Linked DNA regions of Mus musculus: region 1 is linked to region 2. The links are chromatin contacts, called in public promoter capture Hi-C maps. All regions are on one chromosome and are shown on one strand. Each heading gives the region's core, a stretch centred on a gene start, on an enhancer-like site or on the middle of the called end of the contact. The rest is flanking DNA. Distances are from core to core; before and after follow the strand shown. Region 1 overlaps Layn (layilin). Region 2 overlaps Ppp2r1b (protein phosphatase 2, regulatory subunit A, beta).

What was found. Capture Hi-C pulls out chosen DNA fragments and counts their contacts.
Region 1: a promoter capture Hi-C map of adipose tissue shows a contact between it and region 2. The contact joins two enhancer-like sites. A contact is called at or near these places in 1 of 39 promoter capture datasets (neural stem cells), 1 of 484 Hi-C or Micro-C datasets (the N1E-115 cell line), 1 of 115 datasets of contacts at active chromatin or transcription factors (pancreatic cancer cells) and 3 of 9 other capture datasets (adipose tissue, liver and pancreatic islet).

What each region holds. Positions count from the first base shown.
Region 1 is chr9:51,056,200-51,061,615 of GRCm38.p6, forward strand. Layn (layilin) reads right to left here. Exons shown (of 8, transcript NM_001033534.1): 7 at 3,258-3,357; 8 at 581-1,457. The coding sequence ends at 1,097. Gm32681 (a long non-coding RNA gene) reads left to right here. Exons shown (of 3, transcript XR_870735.2): 2 at 4,552-4,755. Among named protein-coding and RNA genes, the nearest start is that of Gm32681, 12 kb to the left of the region's middle. Within about 2 kb of position 2,917, at least 54 of the 459 cell types and tissues checked have an H3K27ac peak or open chromatin away from gene starts, as enhancers often do. A contact at or near this core is called in adipose tissue, where this site is marked.
Region 2 is chr9:50,872,894-50,878,870 of GRCm38.p6, forward strand. Ppp2r1b (protein phosphatase 2, regulatory subunit A, beta) reads left to right here. Exons shown (of 15, transcript NM_028614.3): 11 at 754-814; 12 at 5,145-5,299; 13 at 5,805-5,947. Among named protein-coding and RNA genes, the nearest start is that of Gm25558, 12 kb to the right of the region's middle. Within about 2 kb of position 3,583, at least 12 of the 459 cell types and tissues checked have an H3K27ac peak or open chromatin away from gene starts, as enhancers often do. A contact at or near this core is called in adipose tissue, where this site is marked.

The DNA of each region.
Region 1 (5,416 bases), core at 1,667-4,166, 180 kb after region 2:
AAACCTGTTAAGTCTACCTATGTTTAGGTATCCATTATTTCCTTTTCATTACTCAAGTAACTCATATTTCTTCTGCTTCTGCCCTCCAGTCATCCAATTTCATGGAGTACTGGCTTATTTAATGGAGAGTATACATATACATATACATATACATATACATATACATATACATATTCATGGATACTCAATACATAAAGCTCCACAGTGACAGCACTGTCACTATTTCCATTGCACACAATAGGACCTATTCCAGTTTCCTCCCTTCTGGTAGCTGTGGCTGCCTTCTCTGATAGTGAGAAGCCTGCCTCTCCTTATCCTTAGTATGTCTACTCTTTACCAGTCCAGCACACAGTCATGTTCCCAGGCTGCTGCCACCCATCCCCAGAACAGCACATACTGTCTGAGCCCAGAGAACAAGAAGCCCTGAAGCAAACACAGAGCTCATTTTTACTTTCTAAAGTATTTCCAAGTTGGATTTTTCCAAGTTTAGATGTCGGGAGAATGAAAAAAAAAAAAAAAAAAAAAAAAAAGAGTTCCCCTGAGGCCACATGCAGAGGAAAGGCTGTAGACACAGACTGACTAACATTCTACTTCCTGCTTTTTATTGGATATTTTTCAGGGGCGGGGTGGGGGTGCAGGTTTGGGAATTAATTATTGATGTGCAGGCCAGCCTGAGGCATCCATACAGAGGCTTTGAGAGGATTCCACAGTTTGTGTTTTTGTGATTGCCTGTGCTGCTGTATAGAGCAAGGAAAACAGAACCTAGAGGTGGGCTTTCCAAGCTCCCTGGTCAGCCCTTCATGCTGAGCAGTGAAAGCACCAGCCCTCAGATATCAGTTAGAAGCCACTGGCTGACAATCACTGAGTCTGCTGTGCAGCAGCCCCTGGGCAAAGTGCCTTCTCAGAAGGCTCAGCAGGATGAGGCCCTCAGATAAGAAGTACAGCCAGAACTTGGGGACCCAGTAGGGACTTGTGATGCTGTGCTTGCCCCTAAGACTGAGCTGGGCATTTTCATAAGCTTTCTGAATATTGTCCTTGTAAGAAATCGGAGGCCTTTGCTTCTCCTTTTGCATTCTTGCCAGGTTTTTCCTGTGTCTTAGTAATATATTTCATTTTCTACCCATCCACTCTCCTTGCTCCTCCCCATTCGGTCCGGGGAGAATTCATAGATGTCATTGGTCACAAATCCACTCTCCATACTTGCCAAAGTCACAAACCCACTTTCCGAAGGGTTCACAGCAATGTTTTCATAGTCACAAGACATGTCATCAGGCATAGCTTCCCCAGAACACACCCGGAAGGAGATGTTCTTCAGGTCTGGCCGGGGCTCAGCTAAATCAGCTTCACTTTGTTTTCTGATGACATTGTAAACATCTAGGTTGGGGCTGTTTTCTTGGCGAGGAGTGGGCCAAATGGTGTGCTGCTCCTTTGTGCTAGGGTCTGTCTGTTCTCGTTTTCTAAAAGAAGAGAACCAGGCTGAGTATTTGAGACCAGGGTCCTGAGAATGTCCCTGTTCTATTGAAGTGGATGAAGTGACCTCAGGAAGTCACCTTGCTCTGTTTCTCACCTACCTACACCAACAGGCTTTGTGAGTCAGGTAGGAGACACCCCAGGAAACTGTTCTATTCTGGTCTTCCTACACCTACCATTCACTGTCTTAGTTCTAGGACTCCTTCGGAAATGTGGGGCCAGAAAACAGTAGGAAAAAATTAGACTAAACCTAACCTAACCAAACCAAACCAAACCTTAACCAATTGAACAATAAAACAAAACTCATCTCTAAACAAAATTAGTCACATTCTACCATAAGTATAGACAATAAACAAGAGTAGGATTAATAATGTCATTGACTCTACCACCAACAGAAATCACATTCCTATACCATATCAGTTATTAGAGTTGCTTTGAAATATTTCATGCTTACCGCTACTTCAATATTATAATTATACCCACCACTAAAAATCACTAATAAAGAAACACAATTCGTTTTGGGAAATATTTTTGCTAAATTCTGTAATAGTATAACTGCTTCCTTCTTCTATCAATGCATTTTGTTTGTAACACTTAAAAGTATTGTTTAAGGATATGGGGATATAGCCAACCAAATGCAACTTGTCTGGCATGTGTGAAGCCCTGAGTTCCTAGGACCACTTAAAAATGAATATGGAAGAAAGAAAAGCAGGAAAGAAGGACAAACGGACACATGAGAGACAGACAGAGACAGATAGAGAAAGAATGTTCCCTTGTCCTGGCAAAGGGGCAAATGCATTTAAAAGTAGCAATCAAGAACCAATTGTAGATAAGTCATCGGAAAAATGTATCTGTAATTGTTTAACTCAATTCTATTTTAAATTCAAGAGAATTACCAACAAAAATGATTATAGTAATGGCCAATTCTTTTGAGTGTTTATATAAGATCTATCTATCTATCTATCTATCTATCTATCTATCTATCTATCTATCTATACACACACACACACTGCTCATACTCATAATAAACGTTTGAGGGGATTATTAAATGAAATAGGTTCTGCATTGGAATTTTACAAATGTATCTCAATGTTCATCAAAGTGAGTTCAACTCCAGGTGGACTCTGATTTTTCTGCTGTAAATGTGAGAATGCTCTCCTCCTTTAGTGTCTGCCTTGATGACAGGGAACAACAGTGTGAACAGAGAACAGTTGCATGCACTTAAAATACACCAGCACGCCATCCAGACTACATACAGAGGCTGCCTATGCTACCTAGTTTAGCTTCTTTGCAACAATACACTTTTGAAATAATTTAAAAGAAAAGTCAGTTTAAAAGAATTTGGCTGATTCATTCTGAATAAAGTGGCTTTGTGTCAGATGCTTCCCAGAATCCCTTGGAACACACAGTTTTCATGTGGCCCATTAGTCATTCCTTACTCAACAAACATTTTTGGAACGAGGACCTACATTTAGGAGAACACTTTACTGGGTGATCTGTGGGTGCACAGGAAGTGAATAACAGTGTTTTACCTTCCACTTTGCTTAAAAATCTTCCACACACACAGAGGAGAAAGCACGTAGGACTGCTAGCGTAATCACAACTCAGCACAGATGCTCAGAGAAGCATGCTGCTTGTTTGGCATGCAGACCTCGTGTCCTGCCAGAATTTACTCTCAGTTCTATAGTGGTCCTTCTCTTGGAGTTGTCATGGCCTTTAATGATGCCAGCCAGGCAACATCCTAGTGCAGAGGGAGCAAAGGTTTGCATGATGAGAGTTCTACTTGCCTTCTACAGATCCAAACCCAACATACAGCTGAAGTGACCACAAGTAGGAGGAAAAGGGGAATACTGGGAATTAGGATGTAGGCAAGATTCAAAGCAGCCTCTGAAAAAGAAAAATATCATGTATTAGCCCAGTGATCTCTCTCTCTCTCTCTCTCTCTCTCTCTCTCTCTCTCTCTCTCTCTCTCTTTCTCTCTCTCTCTCTCTCTCTCTGTGTGTGTGTGTGTGTGTGTGTGTGTGCATGTATGTTTTCAAATCAGGCTTTAAAAAGCACAATCATTAGAATATTCTAAACAGCACATTCTAGGAGATAGATGCAGTTGTCTAGTTAGCAGAGTCCCTAGTTTCAACAAATGAGCATTTTCTATCTAACCAATTAATCTAGGTGGCAATGTAAGCAAGTTTAAAGTTTAGAGTCTTGTATATATTGTAAAATCATCTTTGATAATTTCTTTTTCAAAGATCCTCCTTTTCCATGTACTTCTTAGTGAAACAGGGCTTGGTGGGGGCAGTGTAGATGTCTTTGCTTCCACAGAAATTCCCAGGCTTGGAGAGGCAAGAGGCATGAAAAAGATCAAGCCAAAAGTCCCAGGATCATTTGCAGGGAAGAGAAAGATCACATAGAGGAGACTATCAGACCTTCCCAGCACATCTGACTAAGGCCAAGTGGCATCGGCTAAATCCCTAAGTGCTGGGAAGAACATTTAAGGGGTCTTCTTTTTCCCCACTTAACTCTGTAATCTCTGAACCAGAACTGGATGTTGTTCCCTTCAGAGGCTGTGAGAGAAATCAAGGATTAGAGACTAACCCTTCTTTTTCCACTGATCCAAGGTTCCTGACCATCCAGAGAAACTTGACAACAATCAAACAAAACAAAACAAAACAAAACAAGCAAAAACAACAGACACACTCGGAAAATGGAGGATTCACTTAAAATGCCCGTCTTAAGTTATAGAAATGCCACTTATTTTGGACAGCTCTTTATTCTCTTTTAAAGATATTTTTACATATTTATATCTATTGGATAATAAAGAGTTTGGTTATCCTTCATCTCCGATCATTGGTAGAAAGGTTCTGAATTTTTTAAGATGTAAGATTGAATATAAGATTCATGTAAGAGTGAATTTTTATTCACAAACCTCTTAAACAGCACAGAATTTATGGTAAGGAGATTTCTTAGACTGGGTGCTTTTACACCAAGAAGACCCATCAGTTGATCATAGAGTGAGGCTTTGAGCTGGGTGGTACCAGGACTCTCCCTATACCACCTGACAGTGATCATCTCCTTCTTGCTTAGGTGATGAAACCTAATGAAACCTCCGAACACCACAGCCTAATGGAACTCCCTGGGTGGGTAGCACGGTGTGCTAGGAGAAGTTTATTATTTACCTTTGTAAAGCTGAGAGCACAATACTCAAAGGAACAACTTAAAAGAAGAGAGATGGACTTCAGCTCACTGTTTCAGGATGGGCTCCATGAGGTGGGCAACAACATCATGGAGGTAAGTGATTGTAGAGGAGGTGGCTGTGCACATCATGGTGAACAGGAAGCCGGGAAAAAGGAACATGCTAGGCACTGTGCATAAGCCTCAAAGGCATGCTCCCGTGGCCCACTTCCCCCAGCAAGGCTCCACCCCCTAAAATTTCCAGAATCTTCCATATAGCACTGCTACCTAGAGACCAAACATTCAATACCGAAGCATTCAGAAGATATTTTATAGTCAAATCATAACAAGGAGGTTGATAGTCCTGATTTCACTGGAAGATGATACATAAGGACTCATCTGAAACCCTTCCAGACTCTGCCCTGGCTGTGACTTTATTTGGTTGCTCTCAGCTTATATTCTAGATAGTAATGTGCATAGACACTGTATTTCTAAGTTCTGTGAGCTCTAGTGAATTACTGAACACAACAGGACTGGCAGGCACCACTCGATGTGTAGCCAGTTGAACATTAGTGCAGGTGGTCTCAGGACTTCCAGACTTGTGGTTTATGTCTGTCTGTTGTGAGAGTTGTGGAATGTGCCTTTTAAGTCATGTGCGTTCGTGTGTGTGTGTGTGTGTGTGTGTGTGTGTGTGTGTGTGTGTGTAGACTCTCAGTGTCAGAACTGAATCCCAGGAAAACATTACATTTCATTTTAAGGACATGATAATACTTTCCGC
Region 2 (5,977 bases), core at 2,333-4,832:
AGGACAGCCAGGGCTACACAGAGAAACCCTGTCTCAAAAACAAAAAACAAAAAACAAAAAACAAAAACACCACCAACAACAAAAAAAAACTGCATAATGGCCTCAGAAGGAAGGCACCCGGAAAGTGTATCCTGGGCTTACCTGTGTGGTGTGTGTGCCCTGTGGCCAGAGGTCTCAGGGTTTGTTCCCAGCTTGTGTGGACTGACCAGCAGGCTGGGGAGCCAGGCTCCAACTCTTACTTCTGCCTTTTGCCCTGTACACTGGTGCCTCCTCTTTTCTCTCCTGCCTTCTGCCATGCCCTAGAAACACTGTCCTCTGTTGGTGTCACTTGGAGTACCCTGCCTCGTGCTCAAGGACTTGTTAACTAGAAAGGAGAGAGGACGACCCCCAAAGCCCTCAGCAGCTATTTTTCTGGGTAACTGGCTTTCCCATGATGTCTGGATTTGTTCTGCAGACTTCCTCCTGTGTTGTGCTGGCCTGTTCTGTTCTGCTCAGCCCTGCGCGTGCGTGTGTGAGTGTGTGGGTGGCTCAGTCCCATCTTCTGTAAGCGCGGCCCTCGGCGCTCACTCCCTTGGTTTTGCTTTCTATGATAGTGTAATGGTTTGTAATTCCATGCTACTGTTTTTATGGCTTTTGTGGTTCAGCTTGTGTGCAGGTGTGCCTTTAGCTCTTAGGTGATTACTGTGCAGTGTAAATAGAACATCTTGTCCTAACTTTGGAAATTTTTACTAATGGAATCTTCTATATCCATAGGGTGTGGAGTTCTTTGATGAAAAACTCAATTCTTTGTGTATGGCCTGGCTTGTGGATCATGGTGAGTAGACAAGTTAAACACAGAGACTGTGGCGAGTCCAGGCTTCTGCATGTTTGTGGTGTTCACACATACTGTTTACAGAGGAACCCTGTGGGATACTCCTTTGCCTTGACAATGTAAGGCGGAAGAAAGGATGGTGAGGTTCCACTGGCTTCCCCTTATTACATAAACATTTCACGTACTTAATTTGGACAGGGTCTCATTGTGCAGCTCTGCCTGTCTCCTGAGTGCTGGGACTAAAGCAGGTGCAAGCTGACTACAGGCTGACATTTGTACTTGCGTTATTTTCTGTTTTAAGTGTGTTTTCTGTGCTGAGTAAGTCTGTCCTCTTCTACTTCCTGCTGCCTTTGAGCTTCAGATTCTTAGCTGGACATTTCCTCCAGCGCCAGGGTTTGCAGCCGACCTGCTGCCATTGGCGTCTTCAGTATCTGAAGAGCAGGCTGAGACTGGACAGACCTGGCTGGAAAGAATTGGCTCCGTGGGCTTTCTGAGATGAGGTGCAAAGGTCCAGTAGTAGTGGGGATGTGTGCTGCACCCTGGGACAGAGCCAGAGCTTCGGGGTTATGAAAGGAAAGCTTATTGTTTCTTCTTTGCCTGCTGCTGCTGTGCTGGCGGATGTAAGCTCAGGCCAGTTGAGATTGGACAGGAATGAGCAGGTGCCTTCCTGGTGATGCCTCAGGGCAGTGTGTGCACATGTCTATCTCCCTGGCAGCTGATGACAGAGGGGCCCTCTGTGCCAGGTCCTAGCCTTAGCAGCTTCAGTATCAGGGAGGGCCTTCAATTTTCATGTGCTATGTCCCGTGGGCTCTGGGTCCGTGTTTTGGTGGGTGTGATAAGCAGCCTGTTGTGGTCCCAGTGTGCTGTGTAGACTCTATAGATTGCTTGCATTTATCTTTGGGTACTTGTGACTAGGTAGTAGGAAAAGAATAAGAATATCTGTGTCTGCTTACACTTGTAGGTGGTTTTGTTAAAAGCGCATTTGCATCATATGTCTAAGAGTGTAAAGGGAGGTTATGAAGCTGTGTATGTCAGTGTGTTAGGGCATGTATGGATACATCTGTACTTTAAATAACAGTGTAGACTTCTTTATTCCTTTTTTCTCGAGTTAAGTTTTTAATTATCATTTATTTAAAAAAAAACTTGGTAAATCATAGGAAAGCATCTGTAAGTATGTATAAGTAGCATGCCTGTATGTGCAAGGAGCGTGCCTGTATGTGCAAGGAGCGTGCCTGTATGTGCAAGGAGCGTGCCTGTATGTGTAAGGAGCGTGCCTGTATGTGTAAGTAGCGTGCCTGTATGTGTAAGTAGCGTGCCTGTATGTGTAAGTAGCGTGCCTGTATGTGTAAGGAGTGTGCCTGTATGTGTAAGGAGCGTGCCTGTATGTGTAAGTAGCGTGCCTGTATGTGTAAGTAGCGTGCCTGTATGTGTAAGTAGCGTGCCTGTATGTGTAAGGAGTGTGCCTGTATGTGTAAGGGGCGTGTCTGTATGTGCAAGGTAAGGAGCGTGCCTGTATGTGTAAGGAGCGTGTCTGTATGTGTAAGGAGTGTGTCTGTGTAAGTAGTGTATCTGTATGTGAGTTTGTGCTTGTGCTCGGGTGTACTCTTGGAGGCCAAAGAGGGCATCGGATCCTGCTTGGGAGCTGGAATTGTTGTTGTGAGCCCTCTGGCTTAGGTACTGAGGGCTGAAATCCAGTCTTCTGTAAGAGCAGTATATATTTTCTTAACCACTAAGGCATCTCCCCATCCAAGAGACTTTTTTATTTAACCAAGTTTACTTTGGGTGTAAGTAGCCCTGTCAGTGGTGTTCCCAGAGACCTTTCTGTTACTTCCTTTGAAAGCAATTAAGGATTAAGACTGGCCTTTTTCTGTCCTTCAAATTAGGAAGGCCTGTTAAGGTTCCAGTCTTCCACAAGTTGAGAAATGACAGCTGTTCTGTGTAGGTGGTGGCTCTATGTGACTTAAGCATCCCGCCTCCTGAGTTCCTTCCAGCTTGGGAGTTAGCAGGTTGGAGTTCATGGACTGCAGGATCCCTGATGCATTGGGTGGCTGGCAGCTGAGAGCGGGCCTTTGCCATGGGCTTCCTCCCAGCTTTTGTAGTTTCGGTTAGATTTTTATAATTTGAAGAAGAGTGATGTTTTGCACCGTAGGTGGTATACAGTGAGTGGTGAGCAGGTTTCTTGGGAACTATCCCTTTATCCCTCCCTGGCATGAAGCTTCTCTGCTGTAAGACTTGAGGAGTCTGGAGAAGCTGGGGGGAGGGTATGAAGGTTGGGTTTCTGTCCGTGGGCAGTGTGACAAGAAGGCAGGGGGGCCAAGCAGTGGTGGCGCATGCCTTTAATCCTAGCACTTGGGAGGCAGAGACAGGTGGATTTCTGAGTTCCAGGCTAGCCTGGTCTACAGAGTGAGTTCCAGGACAGCCAGGGCTACACAGAGAAACCTTGTCTTGAAAAACAAAACAAACAAACAAACAAAAAAGAAGGCAGGGCTCAGTGAGGGAAAGTTAAGTGGTGGGTACCTCATAAATTTATCTTTTATAGGATAAAGATACGTATCCAGTCAAAGTTAGTGAGAACTGATAGAATTAGATATGTAAAGAAACCTTTCAGATCAGCCTAACCTTGAAGGGAAAGACAGACACAGACAAAACAAGGAGTGAGAACTTGGGAAAGGCTTGCATTCCTCTGAAAACAGAATTGAGAGGTGCTAGAGACACAGTAGGCCTCTGGCCAAGTAGAGTTGAGTGCAGTTGAGGTCTTGGTCAAAGCTCAGTCTCTGGGTACTGTGGCACTGGAACCCTGCCACATGGCCTTGTAGTAAGACTGATCATTCAAAACCAGTAGCTAGGAGCAAAACACAGGTGCTGCCCTTAGCTCCCCTTTACGTCCGTGTGTGTGTGTGTGTGTGTGTGTGTGTGTGCATACATGCGAGTATTCTGTCTTCTTATATGTCTACAGGACAGAAGAGGGCATCAGATTCCATTATAGATGGTTGTAAGCAACTGTGTGGTTACTAGGAATTGAACCCAGGACCTGTAGAAGAGCAGCCAGTGCTCTTAACCATTGAGCCGTCTCTCCAGCTTCATTAGCTCTACTTTAAAGGAAGAATGGAGGAGAGGTCTGGAGCACAAATTATGTACGAGATGAAAAAGAGCTCGTGTGTGTGTGTGTGTGTGTGTGTGTGTGTGTGTGTGTGTGTGTAAGGCACTTCTGGGCATCTTGGTGTGTGTTTCTCTGCTGACTGAAGTCTGAGCATGGGCTGTGCGAGTAGAGCTCCTTGTCTCCTGTCTCTGTGTTTTCCGTTCTTAGTCTTTAGAGCAGGATTTGAGTTGGGGAAAGTTGGCTCTCATCTCTCTGGAAGCTTGCAGGATTGCCAAGGATTGGGGCCTTGGCTTGGGGGGTTTGTGCTTGCCAGGTGAGAGGAGGAGGAGGAACCAGTAACCCGATCGTTCACCTTGATTTGTTATCTAAGTCCAAGGTTTGAGTCTTACTGAGTCTGAAGTGAAGGCACCAGACCTTTCTGTGTTCAGGCCTGCACAGAATGACTAATTTTGGGGGTATAATAACCCAGACTTCATTGTTTAGTTTTATGATGTCGTTGATAAATTATTTTGAATGGGATTATTATGTGTTGGTGCAGGCACATGTATCAGCTTGTCTTAATTAACACAAGCATTTTCAGTGGGGAACAACTGTGATTTGCAGCTGTGTAGGTGACAATGGTGACCTGTGTAGGATTTCTTCAATATTTTTCTCAGCTGCTTTCTGATGCCACTTGAATAATCTTGCTAAAATCTCTTTAGATGCTTTTGAAACCTGTTTGTGTTAGAAATGCTCTGTGGTCAGGGCTGTCCCTCAAGTCTCATGGGTTTGGCTCATTCCCTTGGCCCTCACGCTCCTCGCTGCAGCTGCACCCAGAGCTCCTCCCAGTTGCCAAAGGCCATGCACCTCTCTCCTCCTAGAGTCCCTTCTTTCCACTCAGCCTTCTCTGTTCAGTGCTGTATGTGACGATTGGTCCTCTGCCATGTGACTCTCTGAGAGCCTAGTTTTCATTCCCTGATAAGAGTATTTGGTCTTTGAGGGAAGGCATCTGCTGTCTCCTTCTGTAGCACATACTACTAGCAGGCAGCTGGGTTTACTAATTGATGATGCATAGACCAAGTCCCTCCCATCCTTTTCCTTGGTTGACATGGACATTTAGAACTGCATTAGGTGTGCCTCAGTGTGATTATCATGTAAGCTACAGTAGGCTTGCCCAGAGTTTGTTTTGGGTGTGTGTGCTGTGGGTGAAGTAGATGGTGTGTAAAGCAAGCATCCTCTTGGACTCTCCTACAGTCTATGCCATTCGGGAGGCAGCCACCAACAACCTCATGAAGTTAGTCCAGAAGTTCGGTACAGAGTGGGCCCAGAATACCATTGTCCCTAAAGTGTTGGTAATGGCAAATGACCCTAACTACTTACACAGAATGACCACGCTCTTCTGCATTAATGTAAGTATTACATGTGTTACTGCTCAGCTTGGGCGTTTTGTTTTATTTTTGTTTTTTTGGTTATTCACGTTCTAAATTTCTGTGTGAGCTATCTTATGTTAGAGGTACATTTCTTATACTGTTCAATTTGAATAGAGAAAACATTGATTTAAAATTTTGGAGCTGGAGAGATGGCTCAGTGTCACAGGTGGTTCACAACTGCCCAGAGCTCGGCTGGTGGTGAGAACAGGCAGACCGGACTGTCTCTAAGCATCACCCCTCCCCACAGTCACACCAATAGTGAGATGAAACAGTATTTAAACATTTCATTATTTTAAAAGTTGCAATTTGCTGTATGTTTTGGCAGAGGTCTTCCATCTTTTGAGCCACTTCATGTTCTTTAGATGCTCAAGTAGGAAACAGTTTTCTATTGGCCAATTACCTTCCCTTTATATATTAGTTTGTTTCTCTAGATTTGGGGTGTCTTAAGGAAGTGTTAAATGTACTGTCTTATTTATTTTTCTAGGCACTGTCTGAAGCCTGTGGTAAGGAAATAACCACTAAGCAAATGTTGCCCATCGTGTTGAAAATGGCAGGAGACCAGGTAGCAAATGTCCGCTTCAATGTGGCCAAATCACTGCAGAAAATTGGACCGATTCTAGACACCAAGTAAGACTTCAGTATTGCTGTTGATTTGAA